3 separate regions of the Sus scrofa genome follow, and regions 1 and 2 are each linked to region 3. Evidence: chromatin contacts called from public promoter capture Hi-C data. All regions are on one chromosome and are shown on one strand. Each heading gives the region's core, a stretch centred on a gene start, on an enhancer-like site or on the middle of the called end of the contact. The rest is flanking DNA. Distances are from core to core; before and after follow the strand shown.

Region 1 (3,144 bases), core at 366-2,865, 380 kb before region 3:
CCCTCCCACCCCAGGACTCTGGGGGGCTCAATGTCCTGTTGAGAGAAGGTCCTGGTGCCCAGAGGCCTGGTCTGGAGGAAAAGCAGGGTAGCTGGTCCCTCTGTGGGCATGCTGGTCTTCCCTGTTGTGAGGAAGGAAGGAGGGCAGGGGCACTGTCCGCCAGCACTCAGAGCTCCATTATGTCCACGGCTGAGGTTGCAGGGGAGTGGGGGGTGGGGGTGTCCCCCCGCCTCAGCAGCCGGAGTGCCTCGGGGATCAGGTTCCCAGGGTAGCGCCAGAGAAGCAGCTCGGGGCAAGAGGTTCTGGAAGAGGAAATGACAATCAGAAGAGAGCTGAGGCTGGCCTGGCAGAGCCACACCCCACCTGGTCCAGGTTCCCAGGGGCTCCTAGGCTGCTGGCACCTTCTTAGGAGCCAAGATGGGAAACAGCAGAGGTTGGCTAGAAGCTAAAAATAGCAGGATGAGGCAGAGCCTGGAGACTGGCTCTGAGGATTGGGTATGATCCTCCAGAAGGCCCCGCTGGTGGACTGTGGATAGTGCCTACCTGAGTGGGGGCAGAGCTGGGGAGAGAGCCATGGGGGGGCTGCAGTACGGGTGGTCATTGTGCAAGCTCAGCTGAGAAAAATGGGTGGCCATGTTCTCCTCAGACAGGAACTGCTTGCGCAGGGGCTCCCTGGGGAGAGACGGGGAGGCAGGCAAGCTGGGATATTCAGAGGAGAAGTAGTATGATGGGGACCTGAGGTGACAGAGGTCTTGCTGGGAGTTCCTCCCTGCCCCCAAACTCACTGCTCCGCCTCCAGGCGCCGCTTGGTGCTCATGGGCACAGCTCCTCGGAGAGGGGAGCTGGGAAGAAAAGAGAGCCAGGAGCATCCCACCCTCTTGGCCCCATCCCAAGGATCTGCCCGCCTAAGCCAGCGCGTCAGCCAGGAGCGCCCAGCCCATCTCCGTCTCAGCTGACGCCCAAGTCACCCCCTCTCTCAAACCATCCAGAAGCCTGCCTGGGAGGTCTCAGTCCCCAGTCTCCGACCGTGGCTCAGCTCACGCCCAAGCCCTGCGGACAATCCCCACCGTGTGTCAGCCTGCAGACCAGCCTGAGGCCACAGCCAAAGCTCCTGGGCCCCCGAGCCAGGCCCGCCTAGGGCTCCCATACACACCTCGCGTCCAGGCCTCGGGGCACTCCCGAGGTGGCCCGCGGGTCGCGCTGGGCCCGACCCTGGGGGCCTCGCTCCAGGGGCTGCTGCAGGATCATTGGGGTTCGAGGTCCTGCGGTCTGAAGGGGTGGGATCCAGGCGCCGGGGAGGAGTCTCCGAGGGCGTGGCCCAACGCGTAGGGCGTGGCTTTAGGCGTACGCAGCGGCCAGAGTCTGCGCAGGCGCGGAAGGCTGACGGCACGCGGCTGGAAGGCGGGTCTGCTCTGCGGGGTGGGGGCGGGGGCCCGCCGTAGCGGGGTTGCGGTGGGTACCACTTAGTCTTGGGATCTTCTTGGCGGTCACCTGCGCTGCTGGGACTCGGGTTACGCAGAGGCCGTCTTCACGCCGGGCTGGCCAGCGGTGTTGGGGAGGTAGGGCGCCGCGAAGGGGAGCTGCTCCGGAGGCACTTCCGGACTCGTGAGGCTACGTGGAGCGCGGAGCTCTCTGGGACTTTTAGTTCTCGAGATGGACCGAGCGGTGCCGCCGGCGGTGCCTCTGGGTCAGGTGAGGCGTGCGTGGTGCGCGGTGCCTTCTGGGGTTTGTAGTCCACGCCCGGCTTCGAAGCGGCTGGCAAGCAGTCGTGCCCTGATCTCTGTTTCGCGTGGGCTCTTGGTGGGACTCGGATTCTGACCCGTGGGCGGGAGAATAACCCAGAAATACCTCAGGGGCCTTACATGAAAGTCAAAAGGTAGGGATTAAAAGGGCGGGAGTTCCCGCTGTGGCGCAGCAGGATCGGCGGCGTCTTGGGATTGCTGGGATCCCCTGCACAGTGGGTTAAGGACCCGGCGTTGCCGCATCTGTGGCTTAAGTCTCGACTCCGTCTGGGATCTGATCTCTGGCCCGGGAACTCCATATGCTGCCGCAGGACGGTCAAAAAAAAAAAAAAAGTACATTTTTCTGTTTGGGAGTAAGGCCACTTTTTAAAGCGGTTTCTCCTTGTGCGAAGTTCTTTGTTTACAGTAGCTTATCCATTCGGGACAAAAATCTCCCAGGAGCTCCATTCCGTAGTTGAGGAAACCTGCAGGAGAGTCTGGATGCTTGCTAAAAGTTCCACTAAGCATCAAGCCGCACCGCTCTCCTTTCTCGCCTCCTTCTCAGAGCCGTTCCTGGGACTGTATGGGCAGGTGCCCCCTGGTGGGCTGTTTCACAGGAGGACTGAGAGGTCTCGGGGGTGCGAGGCTGGGCTGGCAGCAGGGAAAGCGGGCAGGAGTCTGTGGATCCGAGGTCTTGGAAGCCCCAGACAGCCTTCATCCAGTCTCTCTCCACAGATGGAAGTATTTCAGGCCCTGCAGCGGCTGCACATGACCATCTTCTCCCAGAGTGTCTCACCTTGTGGGAAGTTCCTGGCGGCTGGCAACAATTATGGGCAGATAGCCATCTTTAGGTACACTTGCCCCCGCTCCCCACCACCCGTTAGCTCCTGGGGCTGACGCCTCCTGCTTCTGACTCTCAGGCCCCTCTTCCCTCTCCCTTCAGCTTGTCTGCTGCTCTGAGCTCCGAGGCCAAAGAGGAAAGTAAGAAGCCCATTGTGACTTTCCAAGGTGGGTGCCGCCATCGAGTCTGTCTTGGGGAACCCCAGGGTGGATGAGAGGAGCAGGATGGGGTCACTCAGGTTCTGCCCTTGCATTTAGCCCATGATGGGCCTGTCTACAGCATGGTGTCCACTGATCGACATCTGCTCAGTGCCGGGGATGGGGAGGTGAAGGCCTGGCTTTGGGCGGAGATCCTTAAGAAGGTGAGTGTGGAGCTGGGGGAAGGGTGAGCTGCCCAGACCCAGAGAGAGTCTTTGTCACCCAATGTTTCCTTCCCCGAAGGGCTGTAAGGAGCTGTGGCGTCGTCAGCCCCCATACAGGTGAGCCAGGGCCATGTGGGCAGAGGGCACATGGAGGTGAAGGTATGGCCTCATCAGAGCTGACGTGGTTTTTCCTCCCCCAGGACCAGCCTAGAAGTACCTGA
Region 2 (3,581 bases), core at 609-3,108, 510 kb before region 3:
GTACCCCTGAGACGCTCCCTGGGGACAAGGGACAGTGGGCTACTGTCCAGGCAGGCGTTTTCCAGTTGGCAGTACTACAACTAGATAGCCCAGCCTCTCCCAGGAGTGCCGACTTAATCTGTTGCCCCATCTGTGATCTGAACTGGTACCGCCTACCCTAGCGTGGCCTTTGAGAGAGTCAGAACAACTCAGTTCTGCCCACTGAGTATGCACACAGTGCCAGGCACTGATGGTCTCTTGGCTGATCCCCCAGGTCAGGAACGTGCCTTAAGATCCACAGCAGAGGAGTTCCCGTCGAGGCTCAGTGGTTAATGAATCTGACAAGGAACCATGAGGTTGCAAGTTCAATCCCTGGCCTTGCTCAGTGAGTTAAGGATTCGGTGTTGCCGTGAGCTGTGGTGTAGGTTGCAGACGCTGCTCAGATCCCATGTTGCTGTGGCGTAGGCCAGCGGCTACAGCTCCGACTAGACCCTCAGCCTGGGAGTCTAGTCCATATGCCACAGGGGCAGCCCAAAAAATGGCAAAAAGAAAAAAAAAAGAGAGAGAGAGAGACCCACAGCAGACAAGAGGTGGAACCAGGTTTGAATTTGGGCAACCAACTCAAATTCCACACTGAGTTCTATCACTTCCTTTTTAGAAATGAAAGTAGTTATAAAACACTACAGATGAGAGACACACGAGCAACTGGTGGCTATTGACAATTACTATTTATTTATTTACTTATTTATTTATTTATTTATTTGTCTTTTTGCTATTTCTTGGGCCGCTCCCTCGGCATATGCAGGTTCCCAGGCTAGGGGTCCAATCGGAGCTATGGCCACCGGCCTACGCCAGAGCAATAGCAACGCGGGATCCAAGCCAAGTCTGCAACCTACACCACAGCTCATGGCAACGCCGGATCCTTAACCCACTGAGCAAGGGAAGGGACCGAACCCGCAACCTCATGGTTCCTAGTCGGATTTGTTAACCACTGCGCCATGACGGGAACTCCCACAATTACTATTTATTAATGAGCACTTCAAAAAATTTGCAATTCCTATCATGGGTCAGTGGAAGGCAATCTGACTAGCAGCCATGAGGTTGCGGGTTTGATCCCTGGCCTGGCTCAGTGGGTTAAGGATCCGGCGTGGCTGTGTGGCTGTGGTGGTGGCGTAGGCTGGCAGCCACAGGTCCGACTGGACCCCTAGCCTGGGAACCTCCATATGCCGCGGGTGTGGCCCCAAAAATAAATAAATAAATAAAAATAAAAAACTTAGGAGTTCCCGTCGTGGCGCAGTGGTTAACGAGTCCGACTAGGAACCATGAGGTTGCGGGTTCGGTCCCTGCCCTTGCTCAGTGGGTTAACGATCCGGCGTTGCCGTGAGCTGTGGTGTAGGTTGCAGACGCAGCTCGGATCCCGCGTTGCTGTGGCTCTGGCGTAGGCTGGCGGCCACAGCTCCGATTAGACCCCTTGCCTGGGAACCTCCATATGCCGTGGGAGCGGCCCAAGAAATAGCAAAAAAAAGACAAAAAAAACAAAACAAAACAAAAAAACAAACTTAGGTAGAGGAGTTCCCGCTGTGGTGCACTGCCAGAGCCGATGCTCAGATTCGATCCCTAGCCTGGGAACGTCCGTGGACCTCCTCAAAATGGCCGCCAGGGAGCCCTTGTTCTCGAGTCGGACTCCCCAATATGGCAGCCCAGATCTCATTGAGATGTGAATGTCTTGCCGCCCTGATGACTCAGGGACACATCTTTCCTTCTCTCTCCTTGGGATGTGAGGTACCCTAGCTCACACAGTTAGTCCCTGATATCCCCCCAAAAAGGATGGGCCTGCACCCAGGCATCTCCTCACTGCATCAATCTGGGGACCTCGTCTTTGCCACACCCAAGATGGCGCCATCGGCCACTGCCGGACGCCCACAGCCTCAGCCCCTCGGCCAACCAGCCCCGCCCCACGCCACGGCGCCGAGATGGCTGCCAGACACAGGGCCGCAGCGCCCCTCCCTTGCGGATTACTTAAAATGGCGGCCTCGGGGCCGGGCGCGGGGCGGGGCCGCCGGGCGCGGGGCACGCTGGGGTGCGGCGCCCGGGCTGCCGGGAACGGGGAGGAGCGCGGCCGCGCCGGCGCGTCGAGGGGGAGAGGTAGCCGCTGCGATGGTGAGCGGGCGCGGGGGGAGGGGCGCCGGGCCGGGGCCGGGGCCGGGGGCCGCGGGGGCCACGGGGGCCACGGGCCGCGCGGGGGCAGCCCGGGCTCCGCGCTCACGCCTGCCCGCCGCCCCCAGGACGTGTTCCTCATGATCCGGCGCCACAAGACCACCATCTTCACTGACGCTAAGGAGTCGAGTACCGTGTTCGAGCTGAAGCGCATCGTCGAGGGCATCCTCAAGCGGCCGCCGGACGAGCAGCGGCTGTACAAGGTGCGGTCCTGTCGGTTCCGGGCGGCCGGGGGCGCGTGCTGCTGGGAACCGCCGCCGGAGCTTGGCCGGGGGCGCCCGGCAGCCGCGTCGTCGATGTAAACATCGGCTGCTGACCGCCGCGGGCCGGAACTCCCCCGCGTGGGGCCGTTGCTCGGACTCAGAGAAGTGAAGCCCCGGTAGCGCCTGCTCCACCGGAGGATCTCGATTCCGGTGGCTTTGAAGGCGCGCGCCAGGCCCTCTGCCGAGTGCCCGGGGCCAGCGTCGCATCTAATAATCCCAGAAGCAGCCCGCCGAGACGTGCAGGCTCTTGCTGGACTTGTCTCCTCCGTAGTTGGAGAAACTGAGGCTGGGAGGTGGTTCCTTAACTATCCCAAGGTCATGGGCAGAGTCGGGATTTGAGTCCCGGGGCCCTTAACCTTCTGCTGGCCCATCACACGCGCCCCATCCGCCCTGGACACCGCTTAATACAAAGAAATGGAGGGTTTGGGGATGAGTTGGGTCCCGTCGGTTCTTCGCCTACCAGCTGTTTATGACTCCCTACCATGCTGCTGGGGTTCTAAACGCAGCTCCCCCCCCCCCCCCCCCGCTCCGCTCCCCCTTACAAACCAACTGCAGTTATTCAGCAAGGATGGCTTGGATTTCGGGGCTTTCTTTGGGAATCCGGTGTGTCAGCCTCTCGTTAAAGGCTCTCCCCCGAAGTGCCTCGATCTAATACTGGCTGGAAACTGGTCTTTCATTCCAAGCTGAGTCCTCATTCCCTTTGTCACTGAAGGCCTTTCCTTGCTGATACCTCCTGGGGGTGGGGGGGGGGCTTCCATGATAAGGACCTTGCCTGCTGCCTGAGCTCTTCCATGTGCTATGCTCCTTGCTTTCTGTGTGTCCTTTGGGCATGAAAACCGGGCGGCCCTGGGAGTTGGGGATTGCCGTATCCACACCCGCCACGCGTTTTGCAGAGAAGGAAACTTCACCTCCAAAAATCAGCCCCTTTGTGCAAAGTGGTAGAGTGGGCATTCAGCCAGGTCTGCTTGTGGCCAGATTGGACCATTGACGCTTGAAATTAGATTCACCTGCAACTGGGGAGGAACAACTGCAGATTTTAGAGCCCTCACCTGGGAGGGTCTGATTTGAAAGGCCTGGGGCGTAGCCTGGACGCTCTTGGACGTCCTCGGGTGGTTCTGGGCC
Region 3 (3,637 bases), core at 938-3,437:
TGGGGAGAAAGTATGAATGAGTTCCGAGAGACGGAATTTAGGAAGGAGAGAGTAAAAACGGATATAACTTCGGAGGCTCTGATAAGCCATTTCTCTTATGTGCGGGTAGGAACACAGTCAGTTTGGTGAGAGGGGTACCTGGGGATGAAGAGCCCTCACATCACGACCGGCACGCCTAACTCTCTTCCGAAGGCGGCCAGAAAGGAGCGACTGGTAGTGGGACCGAGAGAAGGGCCCTGGTCTCACCTGGGCCCCGGATGTAAGGATGTCTCCCATCTCGCGGGGTAGTAATGCCTTCTTCAAGTCGCCACAGGGACTTCGGGACAGACCTGGGAGGGGAGAGAAGAGACCCTGGAGGGGCCAAATCGGCTGCAAAGCTCCTCAATGCACCCCTTCTCTTCTCCACTCCCTTTAAAGCCTGAGCCGGTGGCTTCTCTCTCCTGCGCCGAGACTCGGACAGGCTGACTTCCCGGCCGGCCGGGCCCCACTAGACTAACGATCTCAGAAAGTGTCCCGGTACCCAGGCAGAAGCAACAGAAAACTATGCCCCGCCGAGACTGGAGACGGTGAGCTTCACCCCAGCTAGGCTCCCACGCTCCCATGCTCCCCTACGATAGACCGGCCGGAAAAGCCGCCGGATGCCACCCGCCCCAAAGCCTTTTACGAAGCCTTGCCCTGTGGTTGGCCAGCGTGACCTCGGAGGGGGCAGGCCTTCTCGTTCGTTGGCCAATCGAGCGCCTTAATGGAAGGCCCACGGCTCACTGAGCTAGCTGGGAGGTGTAGTATTCCCTCACCTTTTCCAAGTAAGTATTTCCGGTTCCGCTGCCTGGGTCTCCCCAGTGAGCTCAGTGTTGGCTGACCAGACCAGGTGCGGCGTTAGGGTGACGCCGGAGGGACGTAAAGTTTCAGGAAAGAAGGAGAGAAAGTGGACGGGGAGAATCTGGAACCCGAACGAACATGGGTACTGAAATGTGGGTCCGGCCGGTCCAAATCTTAGGTCCGGCCGGGGCGCGGGACCTAGTCTTGGCTGGAGCGGTCGGCTGTGTGTTGGGCGGACTGTGGGACCGTGGAATGTAAAAGGGTGTCTTCTGCTTGGGAATAGTTCAGGTCGGCGTAGGCCGCTTTGTTAGTCTCCGACCCAGTGTATTTTGGCTGCTTTGTGCCAGGCGACTGAAGCCTAACGGAGCCAGGTGAGGCTCAGAGCCACAGCGGACCTCAAGCGGTACTACAGCCATTGGAGTGCAGCTCAGGACGTTGTGTGTGTCTCCTAATGAACTCACATTCGACCTGCACCGTTACCAAATATTTTCAGCTTCATTGCACTGGCCGCCCTGGTGTAGGGATTTGGAATTAGAAAAGTGAGCTTCTTCCCCAGCCCTGCTGTCAATGGCCAGTACACAGCTTTGCTTTCCTCAGGTGCAAAGAGCTCAGAATGCCTCTTTTCAGAGGGTACTTTTAATGAAGTTGTCAGTTTACAGAGGTGTTTGTTTGAAAAAAACAAAAACGATAGTTACTTTAATAGAAAATTCTGAATAAGTCTCAGTATATTTCTTATTCTAGTGCCAGGCATGTTCCTGTACTTAAAAGGTTACTCCAGGAATGGTTGAATGGTTATTGAAACAGTATCCTCAGAGGTGACAAAATAAGTAGTGGGATTTGGTGGAATATCAGATTGGATAGTTTCAGCTGCAAGTAACAGAAAACCCAACAAAATGTTCAAAGGTAGGGCAGTTACAGGTTGGTTAATTCAATGATTTGGTCACCATCATGGTCCCAATACTCCCGTATTTCTCCCCTGCCGTCCTTAGCATGTTGGGGAAGGCGGCAGTGGAATCCCCATAATACATGCAGACAAGCATTGTGTCATGTACCAATCCTAGAGCAATCATTATCAAGAGGAAAAAACACTACCTACTGTAATTGGTTTGGGCCCATCATGGTTTCCCTCCAGGGGACCCACTCTCCTGACTATTTACCTGCACAAAATCAGGGCTCTGTTGGAAAAGAAAAGGAAGTAGAATAGATAGGTAACTAACGGTATCTGCCACAAGTGACATTGTGACAGCTAGACCTAGGCCTTGTGGGAGTGGATCACAAAAGAGATATCTGGGGAGTTCCCGTTGTGGCTCAGTGGTTAATGAATCCGACTAGGAACCATAAGGTTGCAGGTTCGATCTCTGGCCTTGCTCAGTGGGTTAAGGATCTGGCATTGCCATGATTTGTGGTGTAGGTTGCAGACACGGCTCGGATCCCGCATTGCTGTGGCTCTGGTATAGGCTGGTGGCTACAGCTCCGATTCGACCCCTAGCCTGGGAACCTCCATATGCTGCGGGAGCGGCCCAAGAAATGGCAAAAAAAGACAAAAAAAAAAAAAAAAAGATATCTAGAGGTCCCAGGAGGACAGAAAAAGATGCTCTGGGAGTTGCCTTTGTGGCTCTGTGGGTTAAAACCCAATTAGTGTTGGAGTTCCCGTCATGGCGCAGTGGTTAACGAATCCGACTAGGAACCATGAGGTTGCAGGTTCGATCCCTGGCCTTGCTCAGTGGATTAAGGATCCGGCGTTGCTATGAGCTGTGGTGTAGGTTGCAGACGCGGCTCGGATCCCACGTTGCTGTGGCTGTGGCGTAGGCCAGTGTCTACGGCTCCGATTAGACCCCTAGCCTGGGAATCTCCATATGCTGAGAGAGCAGTCCTAGAAAAGACAAAAACAAAACAAAACAAAACCCTATTAGTGTCCATGAATAAGCAGGTTTGATCCCTGGCCTTGCTCAGTGAGTTAAGGATCCAGCATTGCCACACGTTGTGGCGTAGTTCGCAGATGTGGCTTGGCTCTGGTGTTGCTGTGGCTGTGGTGTAGGCCCACAGCTGCAGCTCCCATTTACGCCTAACTCAGGAACTTGCATATGCTGCAAATGTTGCTCTAAAAAGCCAAAAAAAAAGGAACAAAAAGGTGCTGAAAGTAAAGGTGGAAGGACAAACTTTCCTGAAGGCTAGACCAACACCAAGGCTAAATGTTGAAGAAGCGCTAACAGCGTGATACAAGTCACCATGGAGTCACATTGCTGCTCAAGTAGTCACCCTTCCCTGCTTCCTTTGTACTTAATTTTATGCTAGTCTTATATCAGGGATGTCTCATTTAAGTTTGATTGTTGTCCCTTCCTTTGAATTCTGTTCTCATTATTACAGGTAGATAAACACAGTTTCCCATGACCAGAAATTACACTTGTGGTATTAACTCGATGGATAACCAGGAAGTTATCTCTGAAACAGGAGAGGAAACAAAATCTTCCCTACACCTCTGAATACCAAAACTAAATGAGTAGATCAAGAAAGAAGCTTGAACACTTGATCTGGCTAAAAGGAAAGAGATGAGATACAAAATCTGATAGACCAAGATCGAAAGATTAAGACTGAATTATATGCCTAATTTGATTTTTTTTTTAACCAGAGATGGTTGACCGTATATTCATTAGATGTTCAAGTGACAGTTTTTTTTTGTTTGTTTTTTTTTTTTTTTTGCTTTTTTTTTTTTAGGGCTGCACTCGTGGCATATGGAGGTTCCCAGGCTAGGGGTCAAACCAGAGCTACAGCTGCCAGCCTAACCACAGCCACAGCAATGCCAGATCCGAGCCATGTC

What was found. Promoter capture Hi-C pulls out the DNA fragments that hold promoters and counts their contacts.
Region 1: a promoter capture Hi-C map of liver shows a contact between it and region 3, with 3 times the contacts expected there. The contact joins the promoter of HCFC1R1 here to the promoter of ZNF597 in region 3. A contact is called at or near these places in 1 of 5 promoter capture datasets (liver), 1 of 47 Hi-C or Micro-C datasets (liver) and 1 of 2 datasets of contacts at active chromatin or transcription factors (alveolar macrophages).
Region 2: a promoter capture Hi-C map of liver shows a contact between it and region 3, with 2.4 times the contacts expected there. The contact joins the promoter of ELOB here to the promoter of ZNF597 in region 3. A contact is called at or near these places in 1 of 5 promoter capture datasets (liver) and 2 of 47 Hi-C or Micro-C datasets (heart right ventricle and liver).

Annotation. Positions count from the first base shown.
Region 1 is chr3:39,162,846-39,165,989 of Sscrofa11.1, reverse strand. It overlaps HCFC1R1 (host cell factor C1 regulator 1), which reads right to left and starts at 1,615. Exons shown (of 4, transcript XM_003481068.4): 1 at 1,154-1,615; 2 at 786-842; 3 at 544-672; 4 at 1-302. The coding sequence starts at 1,248. The coding sequence ends at 167. THOC6 (THO complex 6) reads left to right here and starts at 1,359. Exons shown (of 13, transcript NM_001243684.1): 1 at 1,359-1,692; 2 at 2,457-2,572; 3 at 2,665-2,729; 4 at 2,820-2,923; 5 at 3,003-3,040; 6 at 3,124-3,144. The coding sequence starts at 1,654.
Region 2 is chr3:39,296,469-39,300,049 of Sscrofa11.1, reverse strand. It overlaps ELOB (elongin-B), which reads left to right and starts at 1,858. Exons shown (of 4, transcript XM_003124746.4): 1 at 1,858-2,139; 2 at 2,265-2,399. The coding sequence starts at 1,873.
Region 3 is chr3:38,786,997-38,790,633 of Sscrofa11.1, reverse strand. ZNF597 (zinc finger protein 597) reads right to left here and starts at 2,187. Exons shown (of 7, transcript XM_013995710.2): 1 at 247-2,187. The coding sequence starts at 276. All of the region lies in intron 1 of NAA60 (N-alpha-acetyltransferase 60), which reads left to right.